Linked DNA regions of Triticum aestivum: region 2 is linked to region 1. The links are chromatin contacts, called in public Hi-C maps. All regions are on one chromosome and are shown on one strand. Each heading gives the region's core, a stretch centred on a gene start, on an enhancer-like site or on the middle of the called end of the contact. The rest is flanking DNA. Distances are from core to core; before and after follow the strand shown. Region 1 holds the start of LOC123078977 (YTH domain-containing protein ECT1). Region 2 holds the start of LOC123078978 (60S ribosomal protein L37a-1).

Region 1 (5,983 bases), core at 866-3,365:
TATTGTGTGGTGACAACTAAAGCAAAAAAGATAAAATGTATATTTTTCGTAAAGGTTTGTAAAGATTCTTTTTGGCATGAAGATACTTATGGAAGAATAAAGAGTGATATTAACAACCAAAGCTGACACTTTCCCCAACATAGCAAAGGAAAGGCAAGGAAAAGATGGAAGCAAATAAGTGCAAAGCTAGCTGGTACCACCATACCACCATAGATGCACTAAGTGCAGCATTTTTTGGTTTTACACAGGACCACTTGTGACTACTGTAGGGAAGGCATATAACATGATTGATAAAGTACACTGTTTGATAACTTACTGTCGGTTGCATCTCCAGTCCATTCGATCCAGCATAGTAGCTACTCTCATCCCATCCTCCAAATGAGCCTAGAATAATGATCAAACCATCAAACTGAAAGAACAGTACCTCTGTTTCAGTACTTCAGATCATAGTACTGATCTATTCTACACACCTGGATAATAGTACCCGTAGTAATACATCCCTTGGTCCCCCATATAAGCTCCTTGGTTCATCTCAGTATCCTTGGCGGCAGTACTAGCTGCATCTGCCGAGGAAATGCATGATATTGCATCCGAAGAACCTGCGTCTTTTGCAGCAGGCTGCAAAGTTTGGGCACGAAAGGAATCAGCAAGGACACGATAGATATAGCTCAACCAACCAAACAAGGAACAATTCCTTGTACGCTAAGATAAGCAATGACTATACTATATGTATAGAGGAATGAGAATCTTACCAAGTTGCCGTTGCTTGCCTTCGTGCTAGCATCAATCTTCAAGTTCTCTACTGCCTCTTCTATAGCTGGAAGATACAAAAGTCAAGGCTTGCAAACAGAATATATGCTTGAAAGGCCATCGTCCATGAGTGAGAATAAAATAAGCCAGCAAGCCCAGATTGATAGATTAAAATGTCCTGAGTCCAATAATGCACAATAATTGCCTTCAATGAGGTCATCAAATCAGAAGATCTACAGCGATCATCTGATCGAGTGAAGAGACCATTACTTGAACGAGTTCATGTTTCGCAAACAGCATGCAGCAGCAACCGTATCCGTAAGTACACAAACCATATTATTGGTGTAGCTGTCAATAAATGGGAGTTGGCTCAGCTCTCACCATCTCTGAAAATCCGACATGTGAGGGATACCTAACAATTCTAATTCTGAATATAAAACAACAGAGACCTGCCATGGTATTGTAGGACGGCGAAACTCAATTATGTCAATAGCAGATTGAACTGGGTCGAACTATCCATGAAAAATGCTACGCACTCAACGATAATTCAGCAACATGATCCACCATTTATTTATTTTGAAACCGTGATCTGAAGGAGCACGCACAGATCAAAAAGTCCCTTAAAGCCAGATCAGAGCAAAAGCTTTTCCAATGCTTTAAATTAAACAAGTGTAAAGAAAGATGAGAAATCAGGTTGAGCACAGACGCCTGTCGATGAAAAGCAGAAACGCTAGTACCAAACTGAAAAAATAGAAACAAAATAGAAACAAAAAAAATCGAGAATTTTGATCGAAAACAGTACTGTAGTATCTCTGACGGATCAAAGAGAAACAATGGAGCTAGATGGCAATGGAACCGCCCAACTCACCAGCACTGGGATAGTTAGAAAATGAAAACAAATCAGAACACGGACGAATTCCACCGATCCAAGAACAAGACAAACCCAAGCCCGAGATCATGTATCGGATCCAGCTCCGGATGGATGGACAAGGAGCAAAGGATACGCTTGTGGGCGAGCGCGGTGTTGGGCTTGGGCTCCATGAGGCCGCACCAGAGGTCGCCGCAGAAGAAGCCGGGGCTACGCGTGTCCTCCAGCTCGACCGATGATTGGGCCCGGAGCAGGGACTCGCCGGAACCCTAGGCCGCTCCGGCCGCCTCCGCCGGAGGAGAAAAGGTAGCGGCGTCGGCGGGGTCGCGTGTGGTGTAGGGCGGGCGGCGCGGCCACGTGTGGGCGATCGGACGGCTGGGAAGGAAGGAAGGTGGGCGCGTGCGTTGTGGGGGCGGAGCAGCGAAGCGACGCGGCCGAAGCGGGCTCCTGAAATCTAGCGGCAGTTGGGGCGGGGCAAAGCAAGGCAAGGCAGCCGCTCCGCCTGTTGCGGCCGAATATTTGTAGCCTTTCAGCACAATACATTTCACCTTTTTCTCTCGTGAGATGAGATGAGATGAACTCGAAAGTGGTAGCATAGGAGGAGTTAATCATAGCATTCCACATACATCAGTAGAATTTCTATATGCATATGTTACAAATATAACAAAGAAAAAAAATGAGAGACAGCGTAACATGTGGTACTATCAGTTTTTTGAAGGAAAATATTGGTGGTTGCCACTAACAACACGAAGGTACGTACGACCATGAAAACGTGCCGTCAACTAATTCTGATCTGATGAAAGCTACCACCATCGCTCGGTTGTCAGTGGCGTAAACCCTGTGCTTTTCTTGATCCTGGCAAGTCAAGGTCGCGTGTGGTTTTTTTTTAATTATTTGAAAGCAATCGGCGAGAAACTACACCCAACCAACATGAACATCGAACGGTGTGCTCGCGCGGTCTACCACTAGATGTGTTTCGATAGATCAACGGATGCGTGACGGTGGCCTGATGGTGGGCATGAATGCCGGCCAAGATGAGGAATATCGGACTCTACAAAAGAAGGGCGAGGCATATTTTGGGCCTGGAGAAAAGAGGTGAAGAATATATGTGGTCCAGTCACGATCGGTACTAGAAAATTTATCGTTTCCTGGCGTGGGTGCTCCCGGGCACCTGACCTGACCGCGCAGGGGAGAAATGAGGCAAAACAAGCCGTGAGCCCAACAACGCCCGGTGAACTACCGGGCGGAGGGAATTCGGTCGGGGGCGGGCGGCGGTGCAATTTGCGCGCGGCGCGGATAGCCGGTGTGGCAGGCAAGAGGCGAGCCACGATAGTTGGCCTTTGGCATCGGGAGAGGAGCACGCGCCGCACCGCGTTATACACGAATTTAATCCCGTAAGAGCATCTACGCCGCGACCTGGCAAATCCGGGCCCCCGAACTCGTCCGCAGACGCGTACTTCTCAAATCTTGTCACCATATCCGTGTTTCTCATATCCGGTCCCTCGTATTCATACTAGCTCCATACTAGCATGCAACATTAATAAAAAAACAACGTAAATCATCACACAAATATAGAATCGGACAGAGAAATGCACATTCCGAACATCAAAAAGTCATCGACGCAAAAGGTCGCCAAAGTTCACATAATTCACATAAACGACGGACAAGTTTAAACTAGATTACTAAAAACTTGAAATTGAAGACGGAGACGGTGGAGATTCACCACTTCCTCGCCAGCCCTTTGCCCTCCCGGTCGCTGGCGCGACTGTAGGCGTCGGCGGCTGGTGGCGGATCGTCCGAGTCGTCGGACGAGGAGTCGTGGTGACCTCTGGTGCGCATGCATCCCGCGGCGGCGACGCACGGACTGCTCCGCCTCCCTCCTTTCCCTGTCCCGCTGCAGCTCGCGACGAGCGGCGCGCGCCTCTGATTTCGGCGTGCGCGTCCGGGCCAGCGAGGCATGCACAAGCACCCACCGCTGCCCACGTGGGGGTGCAGCAGCCAGCGGGGGCAAGAGACGGCGTAGAGGAGACGCGTGGATTGCGCAGGCCGCCTGTCGGAGCTGCGCAAGGGCTGGGAGGAGCCAGCACCGGCGTCCGAGCTGCGCCGACGGGGAAGCTGCGTCTGCGGCGAGGCTGCAGATCCGGAGCTGCCCCCGGTCTCCACCTTGGACCGCTCCAAGGCGATGCGGAGGGCAAACTCATAGTCTGGACCCAGCTCAGAGTCGGAGCGGCTGCCGGAGCTCGACATTGCGCCAGATTCGATTGGAATTGGCACGGGGAGAGGAGAGGACGGGGCGAGAGAGGAGAGTGTGAGTGAGCTAGGGTTTCGGAGTGATGAGCGGGTGGGTTTTTTTTGTGGGACAGTCGTGGGGTCGATGGTGGGTCGGGCTTGTCAAACGGACGCGCCCGGGCGTGCCCGGGCCACCCCGCATCCGCCCCATATTTGGGCTGGATGTGAGGGGTGACCGTCAGCCCGGGTGTTTGAGGCCCGTTTGAGGCTTCCGTCTGGGTCAAAAAATCATGACCGGTCAGTGATCGGGCGGGCCGACCGGACGTTTGAGGCCGGTTTGGGGCGCCCGACTGTAAATGCTCTAAGAGCATCTGCAACCGCACCCATACCCACTGCAAACACCCGAGCCGGCCCAAACGTCCAAACTGACCGACACTTCCCATACCCGGCCCATATATGGGGCGGATATGGGGATGCCCGGATGTAGGCACTACGTCATACTGATCGATAGGGCCCACGTAGGGTTACAGAGTGACCGCTGGTTCGACGGGCGCCTCCTTTCACTCGGTGTGCCGCCCGAGAGAGGAGGCTGGCTATTTAATCCAAACGGTGCCGACCGAACCCTATCTGCCCTATTTCTTCTCTTTTCTCCTCTCCACCGCCGCCTCTTCCGATCCGTCGCCCGCTTGCCATGCCGAGGCGCCGGCGCACCACGTACACGGCGCTAACGCTGAAGCGCCGGTTGCAGCTCCTAGAGGAGATTCGAGCCAGGTGCATGACTCATTTCACTACCGGCCTGCTTCCGGATTCGTCGAAGCCAGCGGAGGAAGATGATGACGAGGAGAAAACGGGGGAGGAGGAGGAGGGGGAGCAGAAGTAGCAGGGGGAGTAGCCGCCGGAAGCGTAGCCCCAGCCCATGGAGGAGGAGGTGGCGAAGGCGGAGCCGGCTACGGGCTTTGCCATGACAAGGTACGTGGTCGCCCAAGCGGCTTAATGGCGGAGCAGACCGCCGTCCTAGAGTCCATCCAATATGAGGCCTATGTCAAAGCCAACCGGCGGTTCATCCGGCAAGAACGGGCGGGCGGCAACCGACGCGCTTTTCGTCAAACTAGAGGCGGAGAAGGTGGAGCTGTTGGCGAACGTAGTAATTTCAAAAAAATTCCTACGCACACACAGGATCATGGTGATGCATAGCAACGAGAGGGGAGAGTGTGTCCACGTACCCTCGTAGACCGAAAGCGGAAGCGTTAGCACAACGCGGTTGATGTAGTCGTACGTCTTCACGATCCGACCGATCCAAGTACCGAACACACGGCACCTCCGAGTTCAGCACACGTTCTACTCGATGACGTCCCGCGAGCTCCGATCCAGCAGAGCTTCGCCGGAGAGTTTCGTCAGCACGACGGCGTGATGATGGTGATGATGATGTTACCGACGCAGGGCTTCGCCTAAGCACCGCTACGATATGACCGAGGTGGAATATGGTGGAGGGGGGCACCGCACACGGCTTGAAACAATCAACTTGTGTGTCTTTGGGTGCCCCTCCCCCCCCCCCCCGGCCCCCGTATATAAAGGAGCAAGGGGGGAGGCCGGTCAGCCTTGGTGCGCCCCAAGGAGAGGAGGAATCCTCTTCCTACTAGGAAGAGGATTCATCCTTTCCTAGTCCAACTAGGAAGAGGGAGGGGGAAGGAAAGAGAGGGAAAGGGAGAGGGAAAGAGGGGCCGCGCCCCCCTCCCCTAGTCCAATTCGGACTCCTCATGGGAGGGGGCGCGCCACCTCCTGGGCTGCTGCCCTCTCTCTCCCCTCAGGCCCACTAAGGCCCAATACTTCCCCGGGGGGTTCCGGTAACCCCTCCGGCACTCTGGTTTTCTCCGAAACTATCCGGAACACTTCCGGTGTCCGAATATAGCCGTCCAATATATCAATCTTTACGTCTCGACCATTTCGAGACTCCTCGTCATGTCCGTGATCACATCCGGGACTCCGAACTATCTTCGGTACATCAAAACACTAAAACTCATAATACCGATCATCACCGAATTTTAAGCGTGCGGACCCTACGGGTTCGAGAACAATGTAGACATGACCGAGACACGTCTCCGGTCAATAACCAATAGTAGAACCTGGATGCTCATA
Region 2 (5,675 bases), core at 1,239-3,738, 410 kb after region 1:
TACGCGGAAAATAATGATTCCTCCACCTGACAGCAGGGACCCACCGGACGGGCCACCGTATTTCGTGAAAAAAATATTTCTCCCTGACTGCTGGGACCCACGAGCTACATCTTCACACGCAAGGAAGTGCCTGGCAGTCGGGACCCACCTAGTCGAAGCGTACGTAGCGTTGTCATTCTGGTGGCGAACGTGTACGTACATACTGGTCGATCGGTCTATCTGCAGGCTGCAGCGATGAACCGTGGCCGAGTAAGGAAGGGCATGTGTCATAGTAATGGTGCGCACGTAGCATGTACACGTACGTACAACGGCCAGGGTGCAAGAAAGTAAATACGGCCACGTACGTACATACAGGCGGGGTCTTGAACGCCTACTCGCGCATACGTACGGCCAGGGCTTGTGTAAATGGCTGGGTCCGAACGGAGAAGCTGCGCCGTCGTCGTGATCATGGGGAGGCAACCGGCTAGGTCGGAACGGAATGCGTCGTCGTGTTCATCGGGAGCCAACCGGCTTGGACGGAACAGCCGATGGAAGTGAGGCCTGGCGTACCGCAGAACGGAGGAAACGGCCTTGTGTTCGACCGGCCACGGTCGAAACGGGGTCCTGTTGATCGGGAGGGGTGTGGCGTATCGCAAAACGGAGGAAACGGACTTGTGTTGGAGCGCTATGGTCGAAACGGGGGTCCTGTTCATCGGGAGGGGTGTGGCGTACCGTAAAACGGGACTCCACGGGATACTGTTCATCTCCACCGTCGACCTCCTCCAGCCTCCACGGGCTATTGTTCATCTCCACCGTCGACCTCCTCCAGCCTCCACCTGTGACTGTTCATCCACGGGCTCCTGTTCATCCAGCCTCCACCGCGCGCTCCTCCACCGGCTACTGTTCAACCAGCCCTCTTCTCGGGGTCCTTCAACCACCCCTCTCCACGGTGTCCTGTTCAACCACCCCTCCACTGGCTACTGTTCATCCAGCCCTCCACCGGCTACTGTTCAACCAGCCCTCCACCGGCTACTGTTCATCCAGCCCTCCACGGGGTCCTGTTCATCCAGCCCTCCACAGGGTCCTGTTCATCCACCGGCTCGATCGATCAGGGTGTTGTTCATCCAGCGGCAACGGCCTCTACTACCACGGGTTCCTGTTCATCCAACCCCCCACCGGGAACTGTTCATCCAAACCCCCCAACAACGCTCACTGTTCATCCATATGCAGCATCGATCAGCTTCAGTTAGCAGCAGTAGTGAAGGAATCACTCGGGTTCAGTTAACAGCAAGGGATCGATTGCTCAGGTTCAGTAATGTATCTAGTGCAATCGCTCGGGTTCAGTTAGAGCCCAACGCCTCGCACACACGCGTACGTACGAGAGGAACGCGCATCGCTCGGCCCCGACCATCCACCGTAACCGGGAACTCCCCCGATATTTTCCTCGCCATCGCTTCTACCACGATTTTTCCGTCATGGACGGCCCAAAGAATGTCATGCAACTGCGTCTCCGGCCCGCCCAGGATGAAAAGCCCATTTTTCTGTCATAATTTTTTGTCATAGAAGTAGGAGCCCACCACATCTATGATGATACCGGGTTTTGTCACAATTATCGTCATAGAAGTGTCATAAGTATGACATAATTTTTTTTTGTTCGGCCCAAAATGTCACGGATGTGTCTTTTTTTTGTAGTGTTGGGCCAAGTAGCATAGTTGTTGACATTATGATTCTGCTGGCAAATGAAGCAAGCTTTGGTTTTCACATAGTTCCCAACATCGTGACCAGGCCCTCCACAATTGAAGCATATCATATCCTTATACCTGGGGTCTAACACTTGCTCTACCTCACCATCTACAGCTTGAGACGCAGGAACTTGAGAGGACGTTGTTGTAGATGCAGTAGATTTGGATTTCTGTGCAGGCATAGGGTCCTTACCAGATGGAGCAGAAGCTCGCCTACGCTGCACGGGGGCTAGGGCACGTTGGGCAGGGCCTCGTTGAGATGCTGCCCCGGAGCTGGATCCAGAAGGACGACGCTCAGCCATACCCACACCTTGTTTCACAACTTCAGCAAACGAGCGCTTGCCATGGTCGAGCTGCCCACATTCTATCGAGGTCATTTCCTCATGGCTGCAGGACAAGGGGTAGCAACTGAAAGTCTGAAAGAACATATTTGATCTGTAGCACGTTTAGCGTATTGGAAAGAGCTATAATTGACACATTTAATTGATATCACATATGCGACAAACAAAGACACAAACACAAAACAAAGTGCATGCCAAGCTATGGAATCGACATTTATCTGGACTTTGATTTTTTAGGGGCTCGGGTACGAATATGTTAACATACAATTTTGTTTTTCTAAGAAAAAAATCTTTCCCGCTAAAAGAAAAACTAATTTTTCTAACCGAGTGAAGAAAGCCCACTCTGTACTACCACCTACCTGGAGTGTGATAAGCCCACCTATCTATCCACTTGACCCAGCCCACATGTAATAGTCCAGCCGTCGAAGGCCCACTTCCACGGAAACCCTAGCCTCCGATATATAAGCTCCCCTCTAGCGCCCCCTGCCCGAGCCCTCGCACGCGCGCCGCCATCTCCCCGCCTACGCCGCCGCAGCCGCCTCCTGCTACCCGCCGCCGAGATGGTACGTTCCTCTCGTACTTCCTTTCTCGGCAAGCTCTTACGACAGTGAAACACGTTTCAGTCTTGGATGCGGTATTTCTTAGGATCCATCCTGCAAGATCGTAGTGTTTCTAGGTGCGAAATCATGATTCAACAATTCGATTGTGTGTTACTAATATGTTGAGCTCTCTCGAGCTCCTCCCTTTCGACCACTCGTGTTAGCCCTGAGTTGTGCTTCGTGCTTTGTATGCAAACTTCCTCTGGGCCAATCGATGTGTTCTTCAATTCGCTCAGAACCTAGGTGTATTAGGATACTTCGCAGGTACTCAACCAGTCCCTTGGTGCACAAAATCTGCACTGGCATGGTGTTGTGGGCTTGTGGCTAGTAAGGTAGAATAGCATGGGAAAAGCCATCTGCGCAAGTGGTTTGAGTGGAGCATGCGATATTTTGTTTCGGGAAGGATACACACTGGATGTAATATCGGAACATTTTCGTTATCTAATGTATTAGTGTTTCGTTGATGTTAAGCTTTCCACATCCGAAGTTAATCAATTGCCCAAATTCGATGTTAAATGTGCATTAGCAGTTGCTTCACTGACTATATCATAATGTTCATTTTTATTATGCTGCTGTGTAATTTGTTGTTTTGCAATGTCTACTCAGACGAAGCGCACCAAGAAGGCCGGAATCGTCGGGAAGTATGGTATGCGCTTGTAACATTTGGCTCATTTACCTGTTTATGTGCTTCTGCTGTGTCCTGAAATTAGCCCTTGCAATGTTATAGGTACCAGGTATGGTGCCAGTTTGCGTAAGCAGATCAAGAAGATGGAGGTGTCTCAGCACTCCAAGTACTTCTGTGAATTCTGTGGGAAGGTATGTCTTCTGTCACCTACTTGGTTACACAAAGTGCATTGTGTGAATGCTATCTGCTATGTATGAACTGTTGTTGTTTACTGGGGTAGTACTGTACACTGACTACCTTTCCATGCACCTTCATACTCCCTCAGTCTGGAATTTCTTGTCGCATAAATGGATAAAAATAGATGTATCTAGAACCTAAAATATGTCTAGATACATCCATTTCTCCGACAAGTATTTATGGATGGAGGGTGTATTTATTAATGCTTGATGTGATATTTTGTATCGCTTTCTATGTTTTCTCTCTCCAAGTGATAGTTTTGCTATGTCAGTCGTAAATTCCTCTTGTCTTGTTATGTCATTACCCTGTAATATCTTATGCTAGCTGTGTTATCTTCTATTTGCAACAGAAGGTGTCCAATTTGGTTTTATTGTTGCCATTCTAATTGTAGTTTCATCATACAAAAATGTCATCTTATCTTATTGTACATGCTGTCATCGCCATGAAAGGCTTGTTGTACTGTAGTAATCTGAGTACAGGAAAGGGAGTTGTATTTAATATGCTACATACTCTTATGCTAGTAATTTGTAGCATATATTTGGTTTTCTATACACTTCTTCTTTGAAAATATATAGAAACTTGCATTCGGTTGTCTAAAACTACGCTTTCTGCTTGTGAATCATAACCAGTTTGCTGTGAAGAGGAAAGCTGTTGGAATTTGGGGATGCAAGGACTGTGGCAAGGTCAAGGCTGGCGGCGCCTATACCATGAAGTATGCATCTGTTCCGAGCTCCTTCTGGATGACCTCTTCATTGTCATATCGCTTTATGCTAATTTCACAATGCGTCTTTGCAGCACTGCTAGTGCAGTCACCGTCAGGAGCACGATCCGTCGCTTGAGGGAGCAGACCGAAGCATGATTGCCCTACTGTTGTCTTGAGGAATCCAGGGGTTCTGTAGTGGAGTGAAGACTTAACAATCTCTGTATTTTGGCTATCGAGCGATGGATATCTGTTAGTAATTTTGGTTCTGATTTTAGGATCTTTGAAACTTGAAAGTATGTCCCTACAGCTGCCTGTTATGCGTTATGCCAACCTATTTGTATTTTTGTGACACGTCTCTCACTCTCTACCCCTCTGCACCCCAAGTCAATCTTATATGATAAGGTTTTTATCTCTTTTTTTAACACAGTATAGATGCAAACGAGCATACTGACCCCATGAATGCATGGACACCCCTACCTCTATGAGCATCTGTCATCTGATATGGAGAATGAACATTGCCGGAGGAAAATGGTAGTAGTGCAAAGTCTAGGACTTATCCTGATGGGCTGGTTGCATCCCTAAAATTGTGAACTTATGGAATGCACCCCAGTTGAGCAGAAAATTTTGAAAAAGTTGGAAATAAATTCAAGACATTCTGTTTTTTATAAACATTGTTGAATGTTTTATTGACATGCAAAGTTTCATTTGTGGATGTCTTGAAAAGAAAAATTGATGTTCAAAAGTGCTTACAAAAAGAGGAAATGATTGTAATCAACCGATCGGCCGCTCCCAAGGTCGCCGCTTTATCTCTTCCTCTCTCAATCTTTCTTGGATCTTCTCACTTGCAGCGGCTCCAGGATTTGCCATGAGCCGCAAGTGTGCCGCTCCAAGCCACCCATCCATGTCCATTGTTGAGAGGTTTAGCCGTCGGGTTGCTGCGTGCTCGACGGAGGTGTGGCCAGTCGAGGCCTAGTGTTACAAGTCGGCCACCGGGGTGCTGTGTGCTGGCCGCTGGACGTCGGCGGTGGAGTAAAATCACACTTCTTTACCCCTGTTCATGGCCGGATAATGCCTCCTTATTTTATTTTTGCAACAACAACCCTGTTTTGCAATTGCAACAAGGAGCCGCGAGCTAGTGATTTTTTTTTTCAGTCAGAAATGTTTCTCCAACAAAGGTTTGTTGCAAAGGAGGTTTGCAACACCGATTTTGTTGCAATGAAGAGAGTTGTGTTTCAGAAGAAGAAAATGGAAAAGAACGTTTTTTTGTTGCAACAAGGCCCATGTTACAGAGACTGAGTGCAACAATTGACTTGTTGCAAATCACTGGTTTCAACGGGGTTCACATGGGGAGATCCAATGGTCATTCTCACTTCATCCAACGGCCGGCGAGGTGGTCGATCTTTCCAGATCATCCGCGGGACGCGTAGCGCCCCCCTTAAAAAAATACCC

What was found. A called contact is a pair of places that touch in the nucleus more often than the background predicts.
Region 2: a Hi-C map of leaf shows a contact between it and region 1, with 6 times the contacts expected there. The contact joins the promoter of LOC123078978 here to the promoter of LOC123078977 in region 1. A contact is called at or near these places in 3 of 5 Hi-C or Micro-C datasets (all in leaf).

Annotation. Positions count from the first base shown.
Region 1 is chr3D:373,177,941-373,183,923 of IWGSC CS RefSeq v2.1, forward strand. LOC123078977 (YTH domain-containing protein ECT1) reads right to left here and starts at 2,116. Exons shown (of 9, transcript XM_044501642.1): 1 at 1,755-2,116; 2 at 753-817; 3 at 471-618; 4 at 317-384. The coding sequence starts at 1,791.
Region 2 is chr3D:373,591,004-373,596,678 of IWGSC CS RefSeq v2.1, forward strand. It overlaps LOC123078978 (60S ribosomal protein L37a-1), which reads left to right and starts at 2,489. Exons shown (of 5, transcript XM_044501644.1): 1 at 2,489-2,625; 2 at 3,268-3,307; 3 at 3,389-3,477; 4 at 4,153-4,235; 5 at 4,319-4,577. The coding sequence starts at 2,623. The coding sequence ends at 4,382.